2 separate regions of the Sus scrofa genome follow, and region 1 is linked to region 2. The links are chromatin contacts, called in public HiChIP or PLAC-seq maps. All regions are on one chromosome and are shown on one strand. The core of a region is the stretch at or near the end of the contact, and the rest is flanking DNA. Distances in the headings are between cores, read along the strand shown. Region 1 holds the start of TMEM189 (transmembrane protein 189). Region 2 holds the start of UBE2V1 (ubiquitin conjugating enzyme E2 V1).

Evidence for each region. HiChIP or PLAC-seq counts read pairs in DNA pulled down with a chosen protein or histone mark.
Region 1: a contact with region 2 is called in an H3K27ac HiChIP or PLAC-seq map of alveolar macrophages. The contact joins the promoter of TMEM189 here to the promoter of UBE2V1 in region 2. A contact is called at or near these places in 1 of 5 promoter capture datasets (liver), 20 of 47 Hi-C or Micro-C datasets (alveolar macrophages, blood, brain and 10 more) and 2 of 2 datasets of contacts at active chromatin or transcription factors (alveolar macrophages and skeletal muscle).

The regions. Positions count from the first base shown.
Region 1 is chr17:51,695,270-51,702,216 of Sscrofa11.1, reverse strand. TMEM189 (transmembrane protein 189) reads left to right here and starts at 4,236. Exons shown (of 6, transcript NM_001205093.1): 1 at 4,236-4,451. The coding sequence starts at 4,328. It overlaps LOC102164659 (a long non-coding RNA gene), which reads right to left and starts at 4,091. Exons shown (of 3, transcript XR_002339851.1): 1 at 3,627-4,091; 2 at 132-214.
Region 2 is chr17:51,662,224-51,668,464 of Sscrofa11.1, reverse strand. It overlaps UBE2V1 (ubiquitin conjugating enzyme E2 V1), which reads left to right and starts at 3,967. Exons shown (of 4, transcript NM_001205094.1): 1 at 3,967-4,044. The coding sequence starts at 4,023. It overlaps LOC110257429 (a long non-coding RNA gene), which reads right to left and starts at 1,280. Exons shown (of 4, transcript XR_002340005.1): 1 at 216-1,280.

The DNA of each region.
Region 1 (6,947 bases), core at 2,987-5,486, 33 kb before region 2:
ATTTCTCTTTCCTTCACCCCACATTCCATCAACCAGCAAGTCTTAGACACTCCACCTTCAAAATGCATCCAGAATCCACCACTTCTCCCACTTCCGAGGTCACCCTGGTCTGACCCTCCATCTCCTCCTACCTGGACTATTGCAGCCACATCCTCTCTGGACTCCTGCCTCTGCATGGTATCTGAGTGCACTTCCCACACACAGACTGAGGATCCTATAAAAATGTAAAGTCAAGGTCACTGTATGATTCTTTTTTTTTTCTTTTTAGGGCCAAGAACATTTACAATTCAACAATAAAAAGACAACCCAACTGTTAAATGGGCAAAGGATTTGAATACCTATTTCTCCAAAAATATGTGCAAATGGACAAAAAGGACATGAAAAGATGCTCAGCATCTTTAGTCATTAGGGAAATGTAAAACAAAACTATAGTGAGATGCTTACAACCAAAAGCAGAAAATAGGAGTTCCCATCGTGGCTCAGTGGAAACGAATCTGACCAGCATCCATGAGGATGCAGGTTCGATCCCTGGCCTCACTCAGTGGGTTAAAGATCTGGCATTGCCGTGAGCTATGGTGTAGGTCGCAGATGCAGCTCAGATCCCACTTTGCTGTGGCTGTGGCTTAGGCTGGTGGCTACAGCTCCAATTCAACCCCTAGCCTGGGAACCTCCATATGCCGCAGGTATGGCCCTAAAAAGACAAAAAGCAAACAAACAAAACAACAACAACCCAGAAAATAACAAATGCTGACAAGGACATACAGTAACTGGAACACTCATACATTGCTGGTGGGGGTGTAAAATGGTGCAACTGTCATGGAAAACAATTTGGCAATTCCTCAGAAAGTTAAACAAAGTTACCATTTGACCTAGCATAAACCCAAGAGAAATGAAAATAAATCTCCACACAAAAATTTGGACATGAATGTGTTCACAGCAGCATTGTTTATAACAACCAGAGGTGGAAACAACTCAAGTGTTCATCAATTGAATGTGTAAACAAAAATGAGGATTATCCATCCAATGGAATGGTGATGACCAAAAAAGGAATGAAGTCCTACAACATGGGACAAACTTTGAAAACACTATGCAAAATATAAGAAAACAGACCAAAAAAGACCACATACTGTATGATTCCATTATATTATATATGTATATATATATTTTTTACTTTCAAACTGTATGAATGTCCTACATATTAAAAAAAAATCATTCTCTTAAATACAAATCAGGTCATGTAATTTCTCTATTCAAACCTTAGAGGGAAGTTCTCTGGTGGCTAGTAGGTTAAAGATCTGGCATTGTCACTGCTGTGGCCCAGGTTCAGTCCTTGGTCCGGGAACTTCTGTATGTCATAGGCACAGCCAAAAAAAATTAATTTTTTAAAAAATTAATTAAAAATTTGTAAAAGTTTATGGAGTTCCCGTTGTGGCTCAGTGGTTAACGAATCCGACTAGGAACCATGAGGTTGCGGGTTCGATCCCTGGCCTTGTTCAGTGGGTTAAGGATCCAGAGTTGCCATGAGCTGTGATGTAGGTTGCAGACGCAGCTCGGATTCTGAGTTGCTATGGCTGTGGTGTAGGCCAGCGGCAACAGCTCCGATTGGACCCCTAGCCTGGGAACCTCCATACGCCGCAGGAATGGCCCAAGAAATGGCAAAAAGACAAAACAATAAATAAATAAATAATTAAAAATTAAAAAATAAATTGTAAAAGTTTAAAAAATTAACAAATATTTAAAATTAAAAAATAAAAAACTTAGAGATGTCCCAGCTCATTTTAAGTAAAAACCAAAGACCCACTAAATCCTTTCAAGATTCTACCCTATCTGACCCTCTCTGACCTCCCCTCCCCCGATCTTCCCATCGCTCACCTGGTTCCTATCTCCCTGGCCTCCTTGCTGTTCCTGGGCATGGCAAGCATGTTCCTGATTCAGAACCTTTACACTTGCTGTTCTCTTGGCTTGGAACAATTTTTATTTATTTATTTTTTATTTATTTATTTATTTTGTCTTTTTGCCTTTTCTAGGCCGCTCCCAAGGCATATGGAGGTTCCCAGGCTAGGGGTCTAATCGGAGCTATAGCTGCCGGCCTACACCACAGCCACAGCAACTCGGGATCTGAGCCAAGTCTGGGACCCACACCACAGCTCAAGGCAACTCTGGATCCTTAACCCACTGAGCGAGGCCAGGGATCAAACGTGAAACCCCATGGTTCCTAGTCGGATTCATTAACCACTGAGCCACGATGGGAACTCCCATATTTATTTTTTTGCTTTTTAGGGCCACACCCACAGCATATGGAAGTTCCCAGTCTAGGGGTCCAGTTGGAGCAACAGCTGCCAGCCTACACCTCAGCCACAGCAACACAGGATCCTTAACCCACTAGGCAAGGCCAGGAATCGAACCTGCATCCTCATGGATACTAGTCAGGATTGTTACCACTGAGCCACACTGGGAACTCTTTAGCTTGGAACAGTTTGCCCCCAGATATTGCCATAGCTCATTCCATCTCTTTTAGGTCTTAGCTCAAATGTCACTTCTTGAACAGGTCTTCTCTGACCTTCACCCCCACCTCCCAGGAGACTGTCATGTTCCTTGCTATTTCCCTAGAATAGCCCAGGCCAGGTGGGTGCTTAATAAATATGTGCTGAGTGAATGAATGAATGACCTTAGCAGTCTGTTTGTCCTTCACCCATCTTGTGCTGCACTAGGAGATTGATAGACATCAGCAGTAACCAGCCATCGCAACCTGCTTGGAGGTCTGGGACACGTGCAGAGAGCTTGGGAAGCTGTCTCCTTGAAATCTGAGATCCAGCCCCCATCAAGGCAAAACACGTTAAACTCCTGGATTTGAAAAATCGAATGGTGTATGCTAATAATACAAGGCCACCCACTTTTGCCAGAATTCATCAGGATTTGGGCTGCAACCTGTCCCTGCTACAGAAGCATACTTTTCTTTCCTGGGAGGAAGTATAGAAGGAAGCAGGGAAGGAGCACAGGCCTGGCTGGAGACAGCAGCCACCCGGCACAAGAACACCCAGGAATCACACCTGAGGTGACTGGCTTTTCCTAGCAGCTGAGAAATCCAGGGCTTAAACCCTCAGAACACCAGAACAAGGATGGAGCTCCAAAATACATTCTAGAAGGGGTCTTATGTCCGGTCCCTGCTCCCCCTGGGCACCTCTTGGGTCCTTCCGTGGCCTCCCATTTGGTAGCACCATATGGAATTTATGTGAACAACTATTCTGTACTTTGTAGCCAGCTGGACGTGTCATTTACCTGCTGAGGCAGTAAAGTCATTTGGCTGAGCCTTAACGCATTCAGCATTTACTGAGCTTCCAACAGGAGCCCTATGCTGAGCCAGACACGGCGGTTCAGCTGTGAACCACCCAAGTCCCGGCCTTCGGGAGCTTGCTTTCTGGTGGGGAGGACGCGAACTCTTCACCGCCTACGACAAGCACTGAGAAGACAAAAGGGATGATGTCACAGTGACTGGCGGAGAGGAGGGAGCAACTCAGAGTGGCGCGGTCAGGAGGGGCCTCTGAGGAGGCAACACAATTCGTTATTGTAAGAACATGCTGTTGTCCAGCCCTTGGCCCGGCGCCTAACAGGTCTTAAGCGCTCACCAAATCTTAGTGACTCTCAGCAGTTTCCTGTCCTCTCCCTCAGGAGAGCAGGAGTCCCCAGGGGTGAGTCAGGCTCGACGTCTCTCGTCCCCCGGCGCGCCGCGCACCGTAGGGGTACGCTCGGTCCTCGCGCGGCAGGGCCCAGAAGCCGGCCCGGGGTAAACCGGTCCCAGCCAGGGAGCACTGTTTAAAGTGCCCAGGAAGCGCTGGCTCCCCGGCCCCGACCAGGCACCCTCCACACGGGTCCCTGGCACAGAGTAGACGCTGGACTGCGCGTGCTGAAGAGACGCCGCTTCTAGGTCCGCTGGCGCAAGACCTCGGCCCTCTCCACCGGCGGGTAAACCGAGCCCGAGGTGGGCGTCCACACTGCCCGCGTTCCGGTGCGGTTGGCGCCGGAGACGGAGCGGGACCGGGAGAGAAGCGCCGCCGCCCTACGCTTCCGTGCCCAGCTGCGCCAGCTGCGGTCCTGCCCCCCGCTCGCCGCGGTTGGCTGCGGCTCAGCGGCCGCTGATTGGCCGGTGTGGCCCCGGCGCGGGTCCGGATTGGCTGTGACGCGCGGCCGGGCGAGGTCCCCGCCAGCGCCGCAGTCGCGCGCGGTGCTGGGCGGTCATTGGGCGGCGTGATCTCGCCGCGGTTCCGCGGCCCTGCCGCCGCCGCCGCCGCCGCCAGCAGAGAGCACCGGGCGGGCCAGGCGAGTGGCCATGGCGGGCGCGGAAGACGGACCGGGCCAGCAGCTGGAGCTCGACGAGGACGAGGCGGCGTATTGCCGGCGCTGGGGCGCGCAGCATGCCGGGGCCCGCGAGCTGGCCGCGCTCTACTCACCAGGTAGGACCTCTGGGCCCCCCTCCGGGCCTGCAGTCACCCGTCCGAGCTACGGACAGCGACCCCCAGTCCGCTGTATCGGAACCCCTGCCTCAGGCCTCGATGCAAACTCCAGCGGCTTCTAACTTGCAAATAGCACCCCTAAGTCCGGGACCCCACCCCTGCGCCTCTTCCAAGCCCAAGCTAGAATCCCAGTCCCGGGACTTTCTGGATGCAAAAACAGTCCCCAGGTCTAGAAACTGCCATATCAGCTCCTCGGGCAACAAACAGCTCCCATCATCCTACCAGATCCAGATCCTAGCCCAGGGTACCCGCGGCTGCAAAGAGCGTCCCTAGACTTAGGAACCACCCCGCACCCCAGGACCCCGTCCAAGCTGAAGGCAACCCCTCAGCCACATGCACCGTCCTCGACCCCCCCAAAAGTTACACCGTATTCCAAGTTCCCCAGATCGGAAGTTCACACTCTAGGGCCCCATCTCTGCCCTAGCCAAGGCCCTGGACTTTAGTAACCTCACCCCACAAATCTGGGCACGTTTAGGCTCCCTGCTCTGGGAACATCAACTCAGGGTCCCACAGCTAATGGGTTCCCCAGAAACTTTTCCTCCAAAGCCCCATCCTGTATTTATAGATTCCATCTGCAGACCACCCTTCCCTCCTCCTCCCCTCCCCCCAGCATTATCTCTCACTCCATACTTTGGAATCCTAGGGTGGTGGGGGCACTACGAATCTTCCATTTAAGCTCCTCTCATATACAAGCCCCAACTCCAACCTTCTCCCATGTGTTTATATTAGCCCCCTCTATTAGGACTTGAGGGTCTCCAGAGGTTCTGTCCCCAGGCCAAGGGCCCTGGCTTCTTCCTGCTGGGCCTACCATTTCTGCTCCGGCAAGCACCAGCGCCCTCCCCCTTCTCTGACTTCCACTTGAGCTTCAGGAATCTCATTGCCAGGTTGCAGGAAGGCCAAGTGTCCCCAGGGGTTAAGGAAGTGCCTTTGAGAACTCTGGAGTCAGGTGACTGGGAGGCCCCTCTGCCTGGATGTTGCCATCACACCAAGCTTTGTTTGTCAAACGTTCGGACATCTTTCATTTTGCCAGGGTGTATCCACCATGTACAGCCCTAGCCTGGGGCAGGCATGAGTCCACTACCACCTTTGGCTTTGTGCCCTGACTGGCCTGGGTTTGCATACCATCTCTGCCATAACTGTGACCTTGGGCCATTTGCTCTCTCTTTGTGTCCTAGCTCACCAGAGGCCTTTCTAGACTTGTAATTCCATGTTCTGTTTGTAATTTTTTTTCATGCCTAAGTTGGGCACCTGGCCCATGCTGCCATGGTTTCTTCAGCCTGTTCCCCAGACACCCAGTCTGTGGCCTTTAAAACCTCCTCTGCTCCCTAAGACAGTCTGGACCTGACTTCCGGACTCTACTTCTTAGCTGTATGACCTGGGCCAAGCCACTTTCCATCTCTGAGCCTCTGTTTCCTCACCTCTAAAATGGGAACAAGGTACAGTTTATCTGTTCCTCAGTATCATTGAAAAGAAGAAATTAGATCATCTCCCTTGGCCAGTGCCTGGGATACAGTAGGCAATCCCTGTTATTAACCCAATAGTTGAACCTTTCCTGTGAGTCTCGGAGTAAGCTGCCTTGCCTCTTTGGTCCTCAGACTCACCACCTGGGATCAAGGATTCAGGGGCCCCCCTCCTTTGGTGTCCAGCTCTACCCACCTTCAACCAAATCGTACGTTGTCATTCTAAGCCTCCCCAGTGGACCACCATCTCTTCATTCCCATGATTGACCCTCTGTCCACTTCTGGTTTCCCCAAGTGCCCCTCACTCTCTAAAGAACAGCCACTTGGGGATCTAAGGCTGCAATCTCCTGGTGCCCCACACCTGCAGTCAGAGACCTTATCTCCTCCTGACTGCACTTGGGGCAGGGCTGGGAAAAGTGCCTGGGTAGGGGGAGTGAGGAAGGAAGAACGGTTTCTCCAAATTCCATCCTCCTCCCTCTGCCTGCCTTTGTCCCTTTCTTATGTAGCTTTTAATAAGAACCTTCATTTCTCTGGGCCTAAAATAAGGGGCCAGACTGAATACATATTGAGCACCCTTGTCCCAGTCCCTGTTCTAGGCTTTGAGGGCAAAGAGGTAAACAAAGTAAGAAGAATGGAGCTGGCATTTTAGTAAACTCAGTAAACAAGGGAAATATCTTACTTGCCTAATGGTGACAAGTGCTGTGAAACTTGTAGCAGAAAAAGGGAAAGTGAAATCACAGTGACATTTTAGAGAGAGGGCAGTAGAGAGAGGCCTCACTGACCAAATGACGTTTAAACAGAGACTAGAAGGGAGGGAAGCATGAAGATATTTGAGAAAGGATTGATCCAGACCAGGGACACGGCAAGTGCAAAGGCCCTGAGGTGAGAGCAAGCCTGCAGTGTTTGCAGGACACCAAGGAGGCTGGTGGGCTGGAACAGAGTGAGCCAGGGGAGAGGCGGAAAGTTCCTGGGTTCC
Region 2 (6,241 bases), core at 2,718-5,217:
AGTATTGTGCTAAAAAATAATATCGTAGGTCCTGTAAAGTATATTGCAATTTTTACACTTTGAATATATCTGGTCAGAGATCCCCAAACTGCCTGGATGTTTTCCCACCCTGCTGAGCACCGTGTTTTTGAGTGAATGCTGTGAAACAGTCCAAGTTCATATATCTCTTTCCTGGAACACTGTGCTAGTTTCCTTGGCTGTAGATAACAACTTACCTTTAAGAGCAGCTTAAGCAATAAAGACAGTTATTATTTCATGTCTTGGGCAGCCCAGGATTCATTCAGCTGTTCAACTACATTATCAAGGTCCTGCTTAGTTCTTGCCCTCTTTCTGCGCTGGCATCTTTGGGATGTCAGCTTTTCAACCTCAGGCTTGTGCCTCATGGTGTCTTCATAAATGCCACAGCTCCAGCCATCACAACCTCATATTGTATGAAGGAGGAAAGGGGACAGAAAAGGCTTCCTCCCTAGCTATTATTAGAAGAAGGAAATTTTCCAAATATGGCTCCTCCCCAACTCACTGGCTAGAAAAAACTAGATCACAGGCACACCCCTGGACCAATCACTGGCAAAAAGAAATGGCAGTGCCTGTGACTGGCTTGGGATCATACCTGGAAACTGGACCTTCTGCCTCCTAAACAAAACCAGGCTTCCGTGAGAATGGAAAGACATGACTGATCTGGCAGTCAACAGTGTCCAACACACCTCCACTCTGGACTCTTCACCTCCAGTCTTGCTGCCACCCAATTCAATTTCCTTGAGGCAGCCAGGCTGCACTTTGTAAAAATGCAAACCCGCTTAAGTTTTGCTTAAAACTTCCCAGGCTTCAGCTCCCTCACCATAGAGGAAATATCAAGTGCCCCATAGTTGAATGAACTGGCTTCCAAACCTGATTTTACTGCTTATTACATGACCCTGGGAAAGCCATCCTACTCCACCGAGTCTGTTTCCACAGATGACAAATGTCGAGATGATAGCTACTTAGCAGGAGTCACTGAGGAAATGATAACAGTAAAAATAATAATAATGGTAGCAACTATAAAAAATAAAAATAAAAACTAATAATGGCAGCAACTAATATTTATATACCACTCGCTCTGTGCCAAGTCTTTTTCTAAATTCTTCAGTTCTATTAGCCATTTTAATATTCCCACGAATCCAATAAAACAAGACTCTCATCCTCACCCGCTGAAGCTACCACCAGCTCAAGCGCAGAGACCGAAGGGAGTACAGGCGACAGAAATAATGCAGCTCTAAGGTCTGGCGGCGACCTCCGGGGAGGGGGCGGAGCCTCTACGAGAGCTTTAGTTTAGGGAGGACTACAACTCCCAGCAGGCTCTGCGACACCGCTAGCCTATAATAACCAGCATGCCACGGGCTGTCGGGGTTAATTTACTCCTCCTTCGAAGCGCTCTGTGGAGTTAGTCTTATTGTGAGTTTTGCTTGCCAGAAGTTTCCTGCGGGAACCAAGGAATCTATGCCAGTAAATAATTATGAGCATTGTGGATGAGAGGCTTGTGTTTTAATCTTCACGCCTCCACCTGTTAGCTCTGAGTCTGTTTTCTCATCTGAAAAAATGGGGCTATTCCTGGGAGTTGTTGCATTGAGTTTTGAGGATTAAGAGCTGGATATGACAGCTTGATAAACGTCAGCTCTTCTAGTATCCCCTTCTCCCTCAGTGCCAATGCGTTTATCAACGTATTTATCTCCACAGTAACCCTATGAAGTTGGTACTGTCATCCCCCTTTTCACAAGAGGAAATTGATGCCAAGAGAGGTTCAAGTCTCTTGCTTGAAGTCAGACTGCAAAGTGAGTGGTGAAGCAGGCCCCGAACCCAGAAAATTTCATTCCAGAGGTGAGCCCAGCTAAGGAGCCCAAAAACCTCCCACTTGCTATCTTGACGTTTACAGTGACCTAAAGTCAGGGGGCAAATATTTTCTGTGCCCTTCAAGGTAAACTTGAATCATGTGATACACAGAATAATGTCAAGATGATTGCAGGCAGCCACTGCTGGGAAGAAGACACAAGTGGCACTCTGAGAATCATAGCTGAATTTGAGCTGGTTGGAGAAATCAGGGATAGCGTCCCTGAAAGGGCAGTGCTGGAGCTGGGAAGAGTTGGAACAACGCAGGCAAAAGCCCTGAGGAGGAAGAGGACATGCATACCAGAGGTCTTGAAAAGGGCCAGTGTAGCTAGAGAGGGACAGCAAGTCTTAAGAGGTTCAGGCAGGGGAGGGAGGAAGTAAGACACCCAGGGTGCAGATTTTAGGGAGGCACTCATTTGAAGGGTGGTGCAAGCGCAGAGCCTAGATCTGAGAGTGAAAGCCCCTTTAGGTTGGGTGCCCTAAACACCTCACTGGCCCGATCCTAGTCCTGGCCCTAGGTGCCAGGTCTTGTGGGTAGTAGGGTGGATAACATCTTGATTTGCCCTGGCGAGTCCTGGTTCTGCTTGTTGTCTGAGCAAGATTTCAGTCTTGGCCCCCTTTCAGTCTAATGACTCTCCTTGTTGGATAAGTGTTCTGTGGTCCCTCAACTTGCAAAGTCTGTGTTTTATTCTGTGAGAATGGGGAGCCACTGAAAAGTTAAGTTGAAGGATGTTTTGAGCAGACTCAGGCTGCCATAAGGAGAATGGAACATGAGGGCAAGAATGGAGGCTGCTAGGTCATCCAAGTGGGAGAAAGGGGGAGCCTGGAAGAAGTGGATGGAGAAGAGAGATGCTTAGGAGACACTGCTGTCAGAACAGAATGATGAATTGCATGCACTGAGTGAAGGCTTCCAACTTCCTTGTTCCTCTGCACTGAAAGCCCTGGTGTTTTCTCTGCCCATATTTAGCTGTGTTACCTTGAGGCAATCTTTTCACCTCTCTCAGCATCAGTTTCTATATCCATATTAAGGGCTTCTCAGAACATTTAAGATTGAAGAGTTTCTTCTGGATTTAACATTTGCAAAATGTCCCCAGGGCCTTTGCACATGCCATTCCCTCTACCTCCTTCCTATTATTCAGGTCCTTATTGAAGTTTGAAGGAGGCCTTAGAAGGCCCTCCCTGACCACTCCTTCTCTAGTTTACTCTCTATCCTATTATAGTTATGTTCTTTCCCACTTGTTTACTTTCTTCCTGTCTCCAACTAAAATGTAAGCCCATGAGAGCAAGGGCTTGCTTTTTCAGGGATTATAGTCATCCTTAGCACCTAGGACTGCATCTGGCACATAATAGATACTTAGTAAATATTTGTTTGATATAATGAATGAAGGAAGGAACAAGCGAATGGGGAATGCGTTCCTTGACACTTTAATGCCCCCCAAACCATTTTAGCTACCCTTCTATAAGACCCTTCTGGCCTGGGAGCATCCATCCTGGAAGCAAGACACCTGGCCCACATTCAAATTCTGACTGAGGCACTTAACAGCTGAGTTTAGTTAAATCGGTTAACACCTCTTCCCTTCACTCTGCAGTTTAATCCCAGCTTCATTCTTTTATCCCCACCTGGTAGAAATGTGAAGATCCAACTAGATAGGAAAATGCTTAAAGCAAAATAGGCATTTTAAAAAATATATTATAAATTTGCATGTTTACTTTTTTACTTTTATCGATTTACAATACTGTGTTAGCTTTAGGTGCACAGCATAGGGATTCAGGTTTTTGTGGTGTGGTGCTGTTGTTGTTTTGCAAATTATATTCCATTATAGGTTATGACAATACGCGGGTTTTTTTAAGCTTTCTTATCTTTTTCTTTCCCAGTCACGCCTTTCCAAGTCTGATCACCCTTGCCTTTCTCACCAAGCACCTCAATAGCTCCTTCGCACCCAAACCTGAAGGACCTTGCAAGCTGCTGGCCATGGCGCACGCAAATATTTCCTCTCCTAAAGGGCAGAAAAAAAAAAACCTTCCCGGCAACGGGTCCCGCGGTCTGCGGAGCTGGCGTCAGCGGAGGGATTTGCGCATGCGCACACGCATGCGTAGAAAGGCCCCGGGACGGGCGGGGGGTGAAGAAGGGGCCGGCCTTTGAGCGACAGCGACGCAAGATGGCAGCCACCACGGGCTCGGGTGAGCGGGGGCGCCGGGCCCGGCCGGCCGAGGGGGCAGGGGTTCGGGCCGGGGGCGGGGGACCTGCAAAGGCCCTTGCTGCGGGGCTAGGGTCTCTGCGTTGCCTCTGTCTGCTGGGCCCCACGGCGGCGACCCAGGCGGCCTGAGTGGGGAGGAGGAGCAGGCGGTGGCCGGAAGCACGGGCGGGGGCCTGAGGGGCCTGTGGGAGGCGCGGCAAGGCCCAGAGGCTCCCCCGGGCGGTGTGAGGGCCCAGCTGAGAGGAAGGGCCCGGCCCCGCTGCGCTGCTGGGCGGCGAGAGCGGGCGAGGGGTGAGCCCAGAGACACCCCTGAGGAGACTGGAGCTGGCGGCTCTCTGGGGGGAGATCAAGGGGTTCTCTGGAGGACGAGGAGGCTCCCCCAAACGAATGGAAGTCCTTTATTGGGTGCTGAGGGTCTAGGCGGGGGGGAAGCAACCGTGGGATGTCCATTTAGCGGGGACTTCAGAGAAGCCTCTCCGGATGGATGGGGGAAGGAAACAGCATTCTGAGAAGTGATTGAGAGGATCCCCCATTGGTTCAGGGGACGACTCCAGTGTTAGTTTTGGGGATGGGGTTAGCTGAGGAAATTTCTATGTTGATTAGAAAGGGGGTGTCTGGGGTGTCTGCTTTTGGGGAGATTCGGGGTATCTCTACAGGATAAGAGAAGGGGAAAAGGATTTCTCGGATTCCAGCGGGATCTCGTTGGAGCATCAGAAAGTGAAATGACCCCATGGTTACCAGGCCCCTATTTGAGAAGATAGATGTTAGGTTTTTGGATAGCTCCGGGTAGGGCAGTTGGTGGAAGCCTGCGATACTGGGCGAAGAAGAGATGAATTGGGAGCCCTGGAGGTGTCTGGGGTAGGAGTCAACTGAGGGAAGCCCCATGCAGTGGGTGACAGTAAGAAAAGGTCGGGTTTCAGAAATATTTCTTTTAGAAAAGATCTTTATTGAGTGTCACTCCTTTCCACTCTTTTGAATATTGATAACACATGGTTGTTCAGCTCAGCAGTTCTCCATCGACTTGATGGGCATGGGGAGAGGGACAAGTGAAATGGGAACCTTGGGTGACTGGAGAAGAAGGCTGAGAGGCAAGAGAGCATGAGGGGGCTACACTTTGTGTGTGTGTGTGGAGGGGGGGGTCTACCAGGCCCTAGTAGATAAAGGGAAGTAGCATTTATTTTGAAACTGGATTCCCTGCTCTACATTTCTGAGATGTGCCAGAGGATCAAATCCTGAAGGGTCTGTTTCAGAGTTAACACTCCCAGTTGAGCATCAGGGGATGGACTCAAATGGCCTTCTGGAGCAGGCAGGCTGAGGATTGCCTGAGGAAGGTCCCTCAGAGGGGTTGATGATGCAAGAGAGTCTGATTCTGGAAATGCAGGATTTGGGAATGACAGTGTCTCCCTCCCTTTTGGTGAGGATGCTGTCCCCTGAGGTGCCTGGCAGTCAAATTGGCCAGTGAAGTCCTCCCAGATGAGGTGACAGTGGGTGACCTGTGATGGAAAAAGCAAACAGGACCACCAGCCCGGACATTGAAATCTGATGCTGCAGCAGTGTTGTTAGGAGAGAGTCGGTGACCCAAAGTGAACAGGGTGGGGGGAGTGTGTCTTTCAACGATGGTCCCCCTCCAGTATCCTAAGGAGCCATCTTTGGCTGATTGTTATAGTGGGAATAGAGGGAATTTGAAGTGGGGGATCTGACTGAAGTCACCTGCCACAGGCTGCCTTTTATACTTAAAGCAATGGGGTCTTCCTAGAGGACAGAGGAAACCATACATCATTTTCCTAGATTTTGATTTCAGTTGGAACAGTGCTGAGTCAGTTCATTTACCAAGAGACCGCCAGAGACATTCTCAGAAGAGAGAGGCTGAGTCAGGCCAGACTGCTGTGGGAAACCTCTCACTAGAATAACACCCCTGCCAGGTTGCTATGAACAGGGGGGTGCACTGTGCCTGGAGCAGCCAGCATTATGGTGCTCTTGCAACTCAGCCCTGTTGGCAATCACTTGATAGTGGCTACCTATAATCCGGTTTAACAGCTACCTAATTCTAACTTCTTGAGGCCCTGCCAGTTGAAGAGTTCTTCATAAATGCTGTGGTGGTCAGATAAAACATCTTCAGCTGCTGTCTAGTGGCATATAAGAACACTTGGCATGGTTTAGATAAGATGGAACAGGTTTTG